2 separate regions of the Zea mays genome follow, and region 2 is linked to region 1. The links are chromatin contacts, called in public Hi-C maps. All regions are on one chromosome and are shown on one strand. Each heading gives the region's core, a stretch centred on a gene start, on an enhancer-like site or on the middle of the called end of the contact. The rest is flanking DNA. Distances are from core to core; before and after follow the strand shown.

Region 1 (2,769 bases), core at 246-2,745:
GCAATTATGGGGCTGGCGTCACGAGAAAGAAGGGAGGCACAACTTTGATGGAGAGTGGGGGGGTCTGGCACCAGGTCATACGTCGCGCAGTTCGGAGGGTTCGGCCAGTTCGAGCCAGGGGGAGGCAGCGGCAGCTACGGCGTGCAAATCGCAACAACCGAAGCTAGAAGAAGGGATCTTATGGGTCGACCCCACTGGTCAGTGACGGAGATTGCATTGCGTTCGTGAACGACTCACACGGTGAGGTTGACGCACGGCCCCGTCTGTCAGCGCGCCCGTTAGGCCTGGGTGGGCTGCGCTCGGGCATGATTGGTGGGCCGAGCGCAGGGTTTCGGCCCAGGAGGGTGTTTTCTCTTTTTCTTTTATATTTCCCCTTTTCTTTTCTTTTCTTTTCCTTTTTATTTCTAAATTCATAATTTAGATTCCCATTTAAATTCAAATTTCGTGGTAGATTTATTTTCACATTAATTGCCCAACTTAAACATGGCATGGTGAATTTATTTATTTTTTATATTTATTTTGTGATAACTAATGCTTCTCTTTCTCCAATTCTAGAATTCCAAATTTAGGACTAAATTCCCAATTTGAACATTGATGTCTTTCTATAGATTTTTATTACTAATATATGCACACACAATTAAACTCCAACATGATGCAATAGATATATGTTTATTTCAAATATTTTATTTGTTTGGTAGATGTTTGAAATATGAAACACTCTCATATTGTTTTCTTTCTTTTTAGAAAAATAGTATTTTGAATGTGGGACAAGAGTTAAAAGTTACTTCAAAATTAAATATTCATGTAAATAAATGCTTATGGAGCATCATCATTAAAATGCATAATCATTTAGAATAGAAAGCTTTTCCATTACTTCTTTTCTAAAATAATTCTTGGTTTTCAAAATTCAGTCCTCAATTTTCAATACTCAAGTATAATTTGAGATATCTGAATCTACTATTTTATCTCCTCATATATTTATTTTATTATTATTATTTTTTATTATACAGATTTTGGGCCTTACAATAACCCTTTAAGGTTAACTCAACTAATCTTCTTAGGCTACCAAGTTGTAGTAAGTTTATGATTTGCATGTTTTTACTTGCAAAACTACTCCTAATCTCACTTGGTATTAAAGGGTTTAATTCTTTGGACTTATTATTGGTTTCCTAGTCAAACAGTGTCCAAACAAGTTCAAACTTCACTTAAGGTTTAAAACAAACATATTAAGTCTACCCAAAAAGTTTTATGATTTCTATGACTATTAAACTATTTCTAAAATTCTAAGAGGCTCTGCTTAAGTACTTTTAAATGCTACATAATTTATGGTTTGAAATAAAAATCCCATGTTTTTATCACCTTTCTACTATTCTTAATGGATTTCACAAGCTATTAGTAAAAAGAAAAGGAAAAACTCATAAACAGAATTGGGCCGAAACTGGGCCAAGGTGGCCCAAACCCACGCAGATCGCGCGCACGTCCGCGCCTGCATACTACTTTGCATCGAGCCCCCTGGGTATTCGAATAACTAGTAAGGAATTCTTGAGCTCTATCCATATGTCTCACCAACACATTAGTTAAACGTCTCCGTTACTTTTCTCCTTCACAAACTCGAGCCCTCGGTCAGACACCGGTCGAACACCTAGCCGAGGCTACCTGAAGATGTTGTCGGCGACCTCCTCTCGAGGTAGCGATCACCTGAGCCCTATTTCCGAGCCTAACCGACCCTTACCCCAAGGATAATTGAGCCCCTTGGTTCATAGTCGTGGCTACTCACGTTCATGGCGGACACCGAGGATGACCAAGCTCGGTTCCGGGGTTTGGGTGGGGTAGAGTTCAAATTAGGGACAAAGTGAGCATCACAAGCATGTCTAACTTGGGAACAGCGGCAGGGACAACCGGAGGAAAGCCCGGGTTGGCTATCCATGTGGCGATGGTCCACGGCAGTGTTCGGTGATGACAAGTCGGTGTTCCAGCTAGTTTACTACTGTAGAGTTCAATCGATCAAGCTAGTGGGCAAAAGAAGATCCTAAGGACACAAGAACATTGACCAAAGAGGAATGAACCAACCTGGATTACTCTGGCCACATCAAGGTGTATCACAGCAGTGCTGGTGACCGTTCTCGGGAAATCCCGGTAAGCTTAGGCTATGGTGGATGAAACGAAGTAGTGAGCAGCGGGCTAGGTGCGTAATAGAGAGGCAGAGCAGAGAGGGCACTCAATTTAAAAGGATTGGCCACCTGCTTTGCGAATTTGAGATGGGATTGAACTCCATGGCGGCAAGATTTTTCACTGGTCTATGCTTCGTGGTGCGCAGTAGTGCAATGGCTCACGAAGGGGTAACTTGCTATCTAACACGGTCATGGCGACATGGTGAATTGATCCCTGGCGTGGCACAACCGAGGAAGCCGGCAGCCACCAAGGTGACGGCCGCTCGACCACGTCGCTGGCATGTGAGCACGACAGCGCAGAGCCCGAATTCAACCCCCTCGAGATCTTTTCACCCTTCTGCCGATCTTTTTACTCACCGTGTACACGCTGTCCTTAGACTTGCGCAAATCACGGCGCCAAGCATGGATCATGGCGCAAGACACACCAGCGGCAAGAAGGATCTTCTTCAGTTGATTGTTCGTGTCTAAACACCATTTGGTTTGTCTGATAGGCCAAGTTTGGGAGCCTTTTTCTCCAAAATTCACACGACACTGGACCCAACTGCTTCTAAGAAGTTTGCTCACCAATGTAAGGGCTTCAAGTTTTCCATAAGGATCA
Region 2 (2,700 bases), core at 78-2,577, 240 kb before region 1:
GCCTCCCCTGGACTCGACGAACCTCGTGAGCCCGTCGCTGGCGCGCGCGTCGGTGACCACCATGGTGCCCGGGTGCTCGCCCAGCACGATGGCCGACATGAGCGCGATGAGGCGGTCGCCGTTGATGGCCGCGCCCCCGGCGTCCACGACGCCGCTGCGGTCCACGTCGGTGTCGAAAACGACGCCCAGGTCCGCGCCCTGCGCCAGCACGGCGCCGCGGGTGAGCGACATGGCGGTGGCGTCCTCCGGGTTGGGTATGTGGTTGGGGAACCTGCCGTCGGGCTCCAGGTGGAGGCTGCCCGTGGTGTCGGCCCCCAGCTTCTCCAGCACGTCCCAGGTGAAGAACCCGCCGCAGCCGTTGCCCGCGTTCACCACCACCTTGAAGCCCCTCAGTGGGGTGTCGTAGTGCGTCGGGTGCGCCACGCGCTGCTTGATGATGTCGCGGAGGTGCTGCGCGTAGGCGCTCATCAGGTCCACGCGCATCACCACCGGCGGCGTGCCCCTGCCGCCGCCGCCGACTCCCGTCTTCCGCGCCACGTACTTGTGCGCTGCGCGGTCGCAGATGTTCTCGACGTCGCCGGAGGTGAGCCCGCCGCGCTTGGTGAAGAACTTGAGGCCGTTGCGGGTGTAGGGGAGGTGTGACGCCGTCATCTGCATGCATGCAACTCCGATCCGAACGTAGTAATTGACAAGTGAAACACATGCATTGCATGGCATGCACGCACACCAACACGACGCAAACGTAAAATACGTATCATTACTTCACTACCATAATAGAGCCGTCATAGTTGAAGCGTGGCAGTATGGTGCTCATGAAGCAGGCCGGCGTGGTGGCGAGCCCCATGTCGAAGACGGAGCAGCCCGCCCTGGCGAGCCCCGCGAAGAGCGCCGCGCTGAGCCGCGGCCCCGACAGCCTCGGGTCGCGGCCGACGGACACACGCAGCTGCTCGGGCTCCTGGCCCCGGAGCCGGAGCTCCTCCTCTCGCAGCCACTCCCCGAAGCTCTCGGCGATGGCCTCGACCGCCAGCGGCGTGAGGTCCACGGCCCGGCCTTTCTCGCCCTCCAGCGCGACGCCCCGCACGTCCGACCCGTTCTGCAGCCGCCTGATACTGTCGCCCTCTTCTCCCCCTGCCTGTGCCACGCCCGCGGGCTGCCCACGGGAGCTCGCCGCCGTGGCCCTTGTCGTCACCTGCTGCCCAAAGCTTCGTGTCTTCCAGGACAGCAGAGGAGGAGGGCAGCACCGCGCCGCGCCGCGGCTCGTGTGCTTGCATGATGATGGCTGCACAGTTGCCGGCGAAGTGGTGACCATGGCCATAGCATGCAACTGTAGTCACGCACGCACGAGTCAAAAATTGCTAATGCATGAATCATCGGACACCGGAAAAGATATACGCGCCGATCTCGGCAAGAAAGAGATTATTTGGCAGCCGGCGGAAGGATATGGATATTTTGGGTGCAGGCCAGGACACCAGGAGTTCGTCGGGATGCTGCGGACTTGATGATAGAGCGTGTGGGGTGGAGGCGTGTGATAGCTAATTCTGTGGTGCCGCCAATCTGCCACGTCCACACGTGGGCGAAAGAAGAAATTTTTTTGGGTTACAAGTTATACCTATGCTTATATTGATATTGAAAGCGACTAAAGTTCACAAAGTAAAAGCTGAGGTTACTAGCTCACTCTAGCGTACTGTAGAAAAGGACATCAATAATACCGATTGAAAAACTGACTACGGCACCAGATCCCCCAATCTATATTGGGTAATTAGGACTAAAGACGTCAATATTTAATTCGACTGTATGACTTGCTACTAAACCATTAATACCAGTCGTTGGCTTGAACAAGTTGATAGCCATCTAGCGGGGTGAATAGACGAAATCTAAAATTTAATCATTTAACCAAAACTTGATCCCAAATTAGTCGGTTAGAGCAAGTGGTAAGTTAATCGAAATTAGGGGGATAAGTTTTTCTTGAAATTGTTGCTCTAATGAGTGAGGAATAAATTTGGGAGCAACACAAATGATTTGAATTAAAGATCAAAGCAAGAGAACTTAGAGAGGAAGAGGAAAAACAAATCTCAATCATACAAACACAAGTGACATGACAATTTATTTACCAGAGTTCGGTTTCTAAATGAAACCTAAGTCTCTGTTGAGATGTCCCAAGGGACTAGGTCTCTTTACACCCTCTCAAACGATTCCGAAGATCAAACTTGAGTCCTCTCACTTTTCTCAATTCGATCGAGTGACCAGAGCCTCTGCAAGGCGCTCCACAAGTTTGGAGGCTCTTGCTAGCTTTATAATCTCAATGTGAGTCAAAAAAACTCGAAGCACAAGACCATAGCACACACTCTTCTCCATTGCTCTCTCATAAGGCACTATCACAAATAACACTAGAATGGTTGTCACTTGTTTAATTCTCTCTATTGTGGCACTTGTGAGGCTTTTTATCTCTTGGGAGTGTTACTCTAACTTGTAGGAGTTATTGCTCAGTTCTTGTGTATTGAATAGTCTAGTTGAGGGTATATTTATAGCCCTCAACCACCCAAATATAAGTTGGGAACAATCCCCAAAACTGCACTTTTTGTGGATGCACCTGACCGCCTACAGTATAGGTCCAACTCACCACGAGACTTCTGCCATGCTGGTGAGATCAGTGACCATTTTGACGAAAAGTTATCTTGTTAGTGGCACTGGACTGGTCCA

What was found. A called contact is a pair of places that touch in the nucleus more often than the background predicts.
Region 2: a Hi-C map of leaf shows a contact between it and region 1, with 5 times the contacts expected there. The contact joins the promoter of LOC100383547 here to the enhancer-like site in region 1. A contact is called at or near these places in 2 of 25 Hi-C or Micro-C datasets (ear and leaf).

The regions. Positions count from the first base shown.
Region 1 is chr7:82,693,902-82,696,670 of Zm-B73-REFERENCE-NAM-5.0, reverse strand. No RefSeq gene overlaps it. Among protein-coding and RNA genes, the nearest start is that of TRNAK-CUU, 160 kb to the right of the region's middle. Within about 2 kb of position 1,495, at least 9 of the 20 cell types and tissues checked have an H3K27ac peak or open chromatin away from gene starts, as enhancers often do. A contact at or near this core is called in leaf, where this site is marked.
Region 2 is chr7:82,934,526-82,937,225 of Zm-B73-REFERENCE-NAM-5.0, reverse strand. LOC100383547 reads right to left here and starts at 1,327. Exons shown (of 5, transcript NM_001368208.1): 1 at 770-1,327; 2 at 1-651. The coding sequence starts at 1,315.